2 separate regions of the Macaca mulatta genome follow, and region 2 is linked to region 1. Evidence: chromatin contacts called from public Hi-C data. All regions are on one chromosome and are shown on one strand. Each heading gives the region's core, a stretch centred on a gene start, on an enhancer-like site or on the middle of the called end of the contact. The rest is flanking DNA. Distances are from core to core; before and after follow the strand shown.

What was found. A called contact is a pair of places that touch in the nucleus more often than the background predicts.
Region 2: a Hi-C map of CD4 T cells shows a contact between it and region 1, with 3 times the contacts expected there. The contact joins the promoter of FMNL3 here to the enhancer-like site in region 1. A contact is called at or near these places in 9 of 14 Hi-C or Micro-C datasets (CD4 T cells, blood, cortical neurons and 5 more).

Annotation. Positions count from the first base shown.
Region 1 is chr11:56,846,423-56,851,453 of T2T-MMU8v2.0, reverse strand. It overlaps FMNL3 (formin like 3), which reads left to right. Exons shown (of 26, transcript XR_013401039.1): 5 at 3,342-3,425. Among named protein-coding and RNA genes, the nearest start is that of PRPF40B, 39 kb to the right of the region's middle. Within about 2 kb of position 1,888, at least 18 of the 40 cell types and tissues checked have an H3K27ac peak or open chromatin away from gene starts, as enhancers often do. A contact at or near this core is called in CD4 T cells and blood, where this site is marked.
Region 2 is chr11:56,891,765-56,896,795 of T2T-MMU8v2.0, reverse strand. It overlaps FMNL3 (formin like 3), which reads left to right and starts at 2,869. Exons shown (of 26, transcript XR_013401039.1): 1 at 2,869-3,236. It overlaps LOC144332861 (a long non-coding RNA gene), which reads left to right. Exons shown (of 2, transcript XR_013401052.1): 2 at 2,206-2,525.

The sequences.
Region 1 (5,031 bases), core at 639-3,138:
TGGACTTTTTGGTGCCTGGGAGAAGATAATCTTAGTTCATGAGCAGAAGAAGCTTCCTTAAGCACCAGGAAAGATGTAAGGCAATGGGGGCCAGGAGCTGAATGTTTTCTATATTCACAGACCGTGGTGCTCCCAACCCATTGACAGGGCCCTTAGGAACTGTGTGAGTCTTTTTTTTTCCGGTCCCTGAGTGGGAAACCAGGAATTGCTGAACAAGCAAAAGGCTAATGTGTGAGGTACAGTGAAAGAGGGTATTGGCCTCAGTGTTACGAAACTGTAATCAGCAAAGATACATGAAAGTGAGAGAGAGAGAGAGAAAGTGTGTATATGTGTGCGTATGTGTGCTCATACAAAAGGACAGTGAGGGACATGTGATGTAGAACTGCAGGCGGGGTTACAGACCTGATGGAGGGCCTGGCACAAATGTCCAGTGCTTATGAGTGAGCAGTGGAGGCCCGGGTGGGGGCGGGGTACCCAGGCTTCCTGACAGTGGGGTAGAGACAGCCAAATGACATCATCAGCCTTTCCCCTCCTGTCGTAGCAGCAGCCCTCATCCACCCCCAGGGCAAGCCTTCCCGGGGTTCTTTAGAGGGAGAGGACACCTGTGTGTGTAGCCAGTTGTAGCAGCAATCACAAGGGAAACAGCACAGGAGAGAACAGGAAAGGGATGGTTCCTGGCCTCAGTAACTGTGCTCTGGTGGCCCAAGTATGGCTTCTGTAACTCATCTGTGAATCAGACATTGAAAGCCAAGCCACTGAGAAAGGTGTGGCCAAGCCTCTTCCTTTGTTTGGTGAATCCTTCATGGAAGGACAAAGTGGCAGGGGCTGCTTAGTACCCTTGTGTGTGAGGGCAAGAATGACACCAGTGGCAACCCTGAGTGCTACCTGCCACCCGAAGCCACCTACCACTCTGCATTCCTCCATAGTCCCTTCTGTCACTCTCAGCCCTTCTGTCTTCTTTTTGTTTGTTTTTAAAGACAGGGTCTTGCTCTGTTGCCCAGGATGAAGTACAGTGACGTGATCATGACTCACAGAAGCTTCAGCTTCCAGGGCTCAAGTGATCCTCCTATCCCAGCCTCCCAAGTAGCTGGGAACACAGGCACACACCCATGCCTGCCCATTTTATTTTATGTATTTATTTATTTATATTTTGAGACGGAGTCTAGCTCTGTCGCCCAGGCGTGATCTCGGCTCACAGCAACCTCTGCCTCCCAGGCTCAAGCCATTCTGCCTTTGCCTCCTGAATAACTGGGACTACAGGCGTGTGCCACCACACCCAGCTAATGTTTGTATGTTTAGTAGAGACAGGGTTTTGCCATGTTGGCCAGGCTAGTCTCAAACTCGTGGGCTCAAGTGATCTGCCTGTTTTGGCCTTCCAAAGTGCTGAGATTATAGATGTGAGCCACTGTGCCTGGCCTGCCTGTCCATTAAAAAATTTTTTTTTTTAAGTAGAGACAGAGTCTAGCCTTGTTGCCTAGGCTGGTCTTGAACTCCTAGGCTCAAGTGATCCTCTTTAAGAATCCCAAAGTGGAGCCACTAGTACCCAGCCTTGTTTTCTTGATTAAGTCTTGCTGTAGTCATCTGAGGATGGGGGTGTGCTTTCATTGGGAGAAGGCCACAGAGCAGTTTATGACAGTCCCTGCTGCCTGCCTCCTCTACCTGATGCCTGCTCCTCTGGCTGCTGGCCAGGAGCTAGGTCCAAAGCAGCGTGGTTCCCAGGCCTGGGGCCTCTTGGTAGTTGGCACACAAGTTAGAGGTCCTGGACGTGGTCCTTTGTTCCCAGGGAATAGCTCAGTGCCTGGCATTTTAGGCATGCCTGCCATCTGAACTGCAGCTTCTCTGGGTAGAGTTATGTGGAAGGATCCTTCCTGGATTTCTGGGAAGCGTTTGTCAGATTTTGGGTGCTTCAGGGTGGAAGGAACCCAGGACAAGGTGGGGAGAGGAGGATCCTGCTTTGGTCACAGCCTGATCAGCCCCAGGGCTTGCAGAAGTTGGGTGTGCAGGAGCAGCAGATGGGAACTCAGGTTCTGGAGAGGGACAGGCTGGGAAGTGGGATTCCGGAGCCTCTCCAGCTCCTCTTTCCCTGGTTTGTATTGGTTTCTGTGCCTTGCCTAAGCACCCTTTAACCTCTCCTCAAAGTGTCAAGATCCCGAAATAGCAGTATAGACTCAGACAGGAAATGAGAAGGGGGTGGGGAGCTGGAGAGCAGACAGACAGGAAACGGGAGGCCTGTTGGCCCCCAGAGAGGAAGCTAACTTCAGGCAGCTCCGGTGTCAGTCAGCTTCAGCCAGGGCCTGCTGCCAAATCTCAGCTGGGCCTGGTGGTGTAGCTCCAGAGTCTCTCCGTAGCTTGGGGTGTGGCTGGCCAACATGGCGCTGGTTTTCCAGCTGTTGGGGAGAAGAGGCCCCGCACGGCAGTTTGGGCAGAGCTTTCCTATAAAGACCCCCAGAAATTCTGAAGGAGTAGAGCACTCTAGATTAGGGTTTCATCCTGAGCGTTTTATGTTTCTGCTATGGAATGAACCTGTCATATAACAGTTCCCTAGATTTGCCCTTGACTTTCATTCCAGGAATATCTCAGCCCAAAATGACTGAAAGCAGAAGGGAAAATAATGCCCTGGGATATGGTCCCTAGGTGCTTTGTTGTCTACCTTCCTGGCTGAGGGGGGGCCCACGTCCTCAGGTTGACTCAGAGTGGTCATAGACATCCTGGAGTTCCTCGGGTTCCTGATCACCCCCATGCTTTTTCAGGTTCTGACAAACTCAACATGACTAAATACAGAACTCCTATACATCTCTGTTTGCTCACTGCTTTCCAAAACTCCTCTCCTTAAACTTGGTAGAGAGTGCTTTGGCCCAGGATACTTCTGTTCCAGAGCTCTCCTTGACTCTTCCTGCTGGTGTCTTGACAGGCTTCAGTCAGGTTGGAGACTTGCTGGCTTCGGTCAAGCACAACTCTGAACACGGGCCTGTGGTAAATGCTCTTGATACTTCCTAAATTCTTCCAACAAACACTGAGCAAGGACATGTGGAGGGATGCAGAAAATAATTGAGCCAGGGTCTGGCCCTTAAAGAGGGAGTACTTGAGAGCTTGTTTGTCTAAAGCACCTTCGTGATAAAGCAAGTGGTATTAGAAGGGCCTGTACTTTCCCCATCCCTGGCTTCCCTGCCTAGGGGAAGTCCATGACCGTGGATGGGTCTGTCATGGGTTTTGATCTTCAGAATTTTCCTAGCCTGGTGCTGGGTTCCAGGAGGAGGAGGTGTTGGATCAGAGGCATGTCACCCTCCTGATCCTTGACCCACTTTAGCAGACCCCTTCCACTGTGTTTCCTTTATCTGCAGGTGGGTGCGGGAGTTTCTGAATGATGAAAACAAAGGCCTGGATGTGCTGGTGGATTACCTGTCCTTTGCCCAGTGTTCTGTCATGTGAGTACCACCCCGGGGCTAAGGTTGGGGACCAGTTGGGGGAGGACATAGTTCTATTCTGCTTTGATAAGGAAGGGTGAGAGTTCAACAATGAAGATGGAAATGGGAATCCTGGACAGGAGGGAGTAGCCCAAGCAGTGGTGTGGAAGTAGGCAGGCAAGCCCAGAGATGTCTGGGGATCAGTGAAGAATGGTACTAGGCTGGAGTAGAAGATAAGATGCATTTTGGAGAATAGGAGAGAGAGATGGAAAGGGAGCTTGGAATCAGAAGCCAAGGCATCCAAATGCCAAGCTGTGAGCAATCCAGGGAAATGTCCTGGCTTCTGGTAGAGATGCCTTGGTGGGATCCATTCATCTTTGCAGAGTTGAGTCTTCCAGAAGCAACTTTGGGTTTCCAGACGTGAGAGGGTTATTACTCCAGGTCATTGTTGAAGAACCCAGGAACAGTGAGCATGACCTTTTGACCTGGATAGAAAAATGAAGTATTCAGGAGTCTTTTTCTAGCAGGCATGGGGGCTTGGAGGCAGCCAGAGTGAGTTAGCACAGAAAAGGTGGCCTGGTATAGTGGAAGGAATGAGAGCTCTTGAGTCAGACAAAGCTGAGTTTGGGTCTCAGTTCTGTTATTTACTATCTGTGTGACTCCAAAGCAAGTTTTTAATCATCTTCTATGAAAGGAGATCCACATTCCAGGGTTGTTGTGAAAATTAGATGATGACGTGTTAAAACACTTAGTATTGTTTGGAACATACTAGGTCTGTATTGTGGTAGCAGATCTACTGTTAATTTCATTATTATTATTTAAAGTGGCATACCCTACCACAATTACCTGAATATATGGAATTACATAATAAACATAATGACCAACACATTTAGACTTATACCTAGGACAGGTCAGCATTAGGGAGACCAGTCTTCCCGGTTTGCCCATGACTGTCCCTAGTTTTCCCCAGCGTCCCAGGAAACTCCTCCATCCTAGGACTCAGCCCTAACATTTTTTTGAGACAGGGTCTTGCTCAGTTGCCCAGGCTGGAGTGCAGTGGCACAATCTCGGCTCACTGCAGGCTTGACTTCCTGTGCTCAAGCAGTCCTCCTGCCTCAGTCCTGCCTCAGTCCTGCTGAGTAGCTGGGACCACAGGTGTACACCACCATGCTTAGCTAACTTTTTGTGTGTTTTTAGTAGGGATGGGGTTTCACCATGCTGCCCAGGCTGGCCTTGAACTCCTGGGCTCAAGCGATCCAGCTTGCCTCGGCCTTCCAAAGTGCTGGGATTGCAGGTGTGAGCCACTGCTCCCAACCAGCTTCCACTTTTCTAACTACTGTCCTTGCCCCCTTGGCCATTCTTCTTTTTCCAGCAGGTCTTCAGAGTCATCTCCTTAGGAATTTGAACTGATGCTTCTTCTACGTTCAGTGCCTCTCTCACCTTTTCCAGGTTATCCTCTGTTAAAGGCAAGAGTGGCCCACTTTCATTCTTGTCTCAGCAGAAGTCATACCTCGTGTGATTGTCCTCTCTCTTAAAAAAATTCTTTTTATAGAAAGAAATGAAAAACATTTGGTGAAATAATTTTTCTTTAAAAATTCAGAGCTTTCATAATAAAAAATGTAGCTCA
Region 2 (5,031 bases), core at 1,620-4,119, 44 kb before region 1:
CATTTCTTTCCACTGGTACAGCTACCACCCTGGTGCAAACTATCTCTCACCCAAATGATTGGATTAGCCTGCTAACTAGTCTCCCTGTGCATACTTCAGTTGGTTTGTTTTCAATGCAAGAGCCAGAGTGATCCCTGTTAGAAAACATGTTAGATCATATCACTCCTCTGCTCAAAATCCTCCAATGGCTACCTATCCTACTTAGAGAAAACCAAAGTCCTCACACAATAACCTACAATATCCTACACAACATGGCTTCTGGTTACCTTTCTGACTTCATCTTTCACTACTCTTTTCCTTGCTCATTGCACTCCAGCTACACTGGCATCTTTGCTGTTCTTCTAATACATCAGGCATAGTATGCACTTGCCATTCCCTTTGTCTGGATAATTCTTCGCTAGATAGTCATATAGCTTATTTCCTTACATTCTTCAGATCTTTACCCAAATGCTATCTTATTAGTGAGTCCTTCCTTGATCATCCTATTTAAAAAATTTTATTATGAGGGAGGGGAAGAAGGAGCCAATGCAATGGCTAGTCTTTATTGGAGAGAAGATACTTTACAGCACATTTTTGAGCAATTACTGCCAGGGCTCACTGGGCCAACTGGTGGGGCATCAGCTTGTAATGGGTTCACACTTAGAGCATCGCTGGGTCTCGCCTTTGTGCAGCCAGAACCAGTTGACAGCACTGTTGTCCTCTTCACAGATGTAGCTCGCTATTCTCTTGGTGATGGAGGGAGCTGTTAGGGTATTCCCTGGTGCCTGAAGCTGCCTTTTGGGGTAGTATATTGTATGGGTCCAGTCTCATACATGGCTATCATGACCTCCCTCTCCAGCCCAGTCATCTGCTCGTCATCAGTAGGAACACCACCTCCAGATGCCATGAAGCATGCTGCAACCACCCCATTGGGACTGTAAGCCCTCAGGCCTATGTGGCTGGCACTCCAGCTCTGAAAACTAACCTGGAAGCCATCATGCCTGTGACAAGCAGCAGCTTTATTTACTTATTTATTGAGACAGAGTCACCCTGTCACCCAGGCTAGAGTGGAGTGGCATGAACATGGCTCACTACAGCCTCAACCTCCTAGGTTCAATTGACCCTCCTGCCTCAGCCTCCCAAGTAAGCAACTCTATTTAAAATCTTAATGCCTCTTCCATCTCTATCCCCTTTCAGTTTTATTTTTAATACCACTGATCACTAACATCTATACATTTTACTCATCTAGTTTATTGTCTATCTTTCCTTCTACACAGATTGTGAATTCTAAGAAGACACAATGTATATGCTGTTTGCAGATGTATCTTCAATGCCCAGAATAGTATCTGGCATAGAATAAGCTTTTTCAAATAAATGTTTGTTGAATAAATCAATGAAAAATCTAGGTGATAACTTCAGGCATGGTTAGATCCAGGTTTTTGGCATGTCATTAGAATTTTCTTCTGTCTCGTAGCCTTTCCTCTGCATTGGCTTCATTCTCAAGCAGGCTTGATGTGTTACAGGTGATGATAAGAGACCACCAGCGGCTGCAGGTTTACATTCTAACAATTTTGCAGCCTAAACGGAGAGAGAGTGAGTGCCTCTTTCCTGATTGTTACAGAGAAAGCCTTGGATATATCATATTGTCTGGGTTTGGGTCAAGTGACAATCCCTAAAACAGTGTCTAAGAGTAGAGGAGGAAAATGTTGTAACTGACTGGGCCTGGGTCTTGGGGCCCTTCGGAACCGGGGATAAAGTTCAGCTCCATTTAGACTGAGAAGAGGGGAGAGGTGGTTTCCTAAAAGAAAAGGGGATGCTATCACTGGAAGAAGATGGCGGCTAGACAACAAATGTCCACCGCATCATCAACGACCCACCCGCCGACTGAGCCCAGAACAGCGTTCTTCTCCCGCCTCTCCATTTTCACACGCAGCCAGATAAGCCTGTGACCATGGTTAAGCTCCTCTCCTCCTAAATGTCTTTTCCCTTGCCTCTGTCGGGCAAGGGCTTCCTCATCCCTCAATGCCTGGTCCAACCATGATCTCCCTCACCCCGACTCTTTTTTTTTTTTTTTTTTTGAGACGGAGTCTCGCTCTGTAGCCAAGGCTGGAGTGCCGTGGCCGGATCTCAGCTCACTGCAAGCTCCGCCTCCCGGGTTTACGCCACTCTTCTGCCTCAGCCTCCCGAGTAGCTGGGACTACAGGCGCCGCCACCTCGCCTGGCTAGTCTTTTGTATTTTTTAAGTAGAGACGGGGTCACCGTGTTAGCCAGGATGGTCTCGATCTCCTGACCTCGTGATCCGCCCGTCTCGGCCTCCCAAAGTGCTGGGATTACAGGCTTGAGCCACCGCGCCCGGCCCCTCACCCCGACTCTTAACGGATACTGTCTCTCTCCCTCTTCTGAGTATCCTGCTTGTTTCTACTTCTCTTGTAGTTTTGTACGCCATGCCTTGTATAATATTTTACTTACTTGTATACATCATGAGTTCCTTGTGAAAAGGTACGGCCCATTCCCGGGGTGTCCAGGCCAGCGCCTCTGGGAACCTCTGGGAACCGCGGTGATTCGATCCCGGCTGAGGCCGCCAGGGAGCGCTCGGCGCCCTGCACGAGGCCGTCAAGGGCGGGAGGACCTGTGATTGGCAGAAGCGGCCGTCAATCGGGCGCAGGCGGGTCGGGCCGGGTCGCCTGGGAGGCCTCTGGGAGGGAGGCGGGGCCTGCATGAATGGGGCGCGCGGCGGGCTGGCTGCAGTCGGCGCTCGCGGGGGAAGCCCGAGTCCCGGCCGGGAGTGGGTGGGAGGAAGCGACGTTGGGTGGGGGGGAAGGGAAAGAGCGCGGGGGGCGGGGAGGGGCAGCGCCCGGGCGGCTAGCCGAGCGCGGCGAGGCGGCGGGTGTGAGCAAGAGCCGGCTGCCTCCGTCCCCCTCGCTTCGGTGCGGCTGTCCGCTACGCTGCCTTCGCCCTCGCCGCGCGCCGCCTCCTGAGGGACTCCAGGGAACCACCGGCGACCCCGACGGGGCCGAGGAGTCGGGACTAGGGGAGCCGGCGCTGAAGGAGGAGCCTGGTCGGAGCCGCAGAGCCGAAAGCTCCGGGGCGTGGAGGTGGGGGGCCGAGGCCCCTGAGGGGGCCCCGCAGCGATGGGCAACCTGGAGAGCGCCGAGGGGGGCCCGGGAGAGCCGCCCTCTGTCCCTTTGCTGCTGCCGCCCGGCAAGATGCCGATGCCTGAGCCCTGTGAGCTGGAGGAAAGGTTCGCCCTGGTGCTGGTGAGAGCTGAGCCCAGCCCCTTCCCCCGCCTACCGCCCCTCAGGTCCCGACGCCCGAGCTGGGACTTTGTCCTGAGCCCCCGTCCCGCCCACCCTTTCAGTCGGGGTCCCGGACGGATCTCAGCCTCCAGTTTCTTCCCAGGAACCTCTGAGCAGCTGCTGGCCGGCCCGGACAGTCCCGTGGGGGATCTCGGGACCGACGCCTCCACCGCTGGACGCTTAGGAGAAGTCCCCAGCTCGGGACCGTCCTGGGAACCAGGCTTCTCCCTCCTTCTTCCTCCCCCTTCTGCTGCCCTTCTGCAGTCTCCCTGCTTCCTCGCCAGGCTCCCTGTCCCTAGCATTCTCAGCCAGGAGCCTCTCACGGTGGGGGGAATTCAGAAGCGCGGCCGGGTTCTTAGCAGGCTTCCCTGAGTGAGGACACCGCCTCTCCTGCGAACATGGAGGCTTCCCAGGGAGTGGGTCCCGCTCCCAGCCCAGACCAGATGTTTGGGGGGAGAGGGGGATAGGGAAGGGGCTGGCAGCTCCTGAAGGGGTGGAATAAGGAGTGTGCCATTCTGCTTATTTTCAGAACGGCCTGCAGGCATCCTGCTAAGTTATAGTGGATTTGCCTAAAAGGCTGAACATGTGGATAAACCATTTCACTGGGGTATTTTTCCAAGTGAAACAATACACAAACCATCCCGCCTCCTCCCCCCCTTTTCATGTTAAGCCACCGTGACTGGTTTGTGTTGTTTAGCCTGTGCTTTTTAGTCTTTCTGTAGATTTCAAACGGTCTGTGTAAATGGATTTTTAGAGCTGACTTTGGGATTCTTCTTTGGTATGGGAATTGGACATTGATGTCAGTGGCTCTATGAAGCGAGAGGTTCTGAGCTGGTATCACTGGGAAGAAGCCAGAGAAAATGTTGCCGCTGAAAATGAAGTTTTGCAGAGCGAAAACATTGGTAAACCGGGTTAATCTTTGAGAAACTTGGGGAAATAGTTCTCAGTTCCCCAAATAGTTATCTGAGAAGCAGTAATAATTCTGGCGTTATTGTTGGTATGGCCTGAAGGGCCGACTTTGCCTTTGCCTCTGCCCGTGAGGAGGGATAAGTTGTGGACTTAGCAGCCTTATTGGATTTCATCTGCCTTGGAATAAGGAGATTAGATCTGTTGGCAACAGTGGAGCTGTCTAGAGATCTTGGCCTCTTCGAGGGTAGAGAGCCTGACATCAGCCCACTGGTACCAGAGCTGGCTCAAAGAGGGTCTACAGTGTTCCAAGGGGAAGTGGTGTCGCTGGCACCTCTCTGCCTGCCAGCTCTGCAAAGGGCCAAAGGGATGTGGGCCATACATCCTGTGGCCCTCTGCATTTCCCCCAGCCTCCTCAGGGGGATCGGGTGAGTCAGTGATTACCAATGTGCTGTGACCATCTCACAGGCTGAGGAAGAGACGGACTTAGTGGCCTTGAGAACAAGAGCCCAACTGTTGGGGAAAAGAGTGGGAGGGGATCTGCACTCCAGTGGGGGTGTGAAAACCCCCAGCAAGCTGACACAAGTTAGCTATAGAAATTGGGGAGAAAGGGATGGGGTGAGGTGGATTGGGTGGAAGGCTGCCTTAGGTAGGCACTGCCAAGCCATTTTTTGTGAGAGCTCAGAACCAGAATCCATCATGTTCTCATTGGCCCTTGGTTGACCAATTTGTTTAGTTAGCAAACGAATGGCTTAATATTCACAAAATGCACGTGGTGTCCTAGTTAACCAGAGCACCAGGAGAACCCAGGTCAAACGGGGGACTGGACCACCCACTTGCCTGCCTGCTT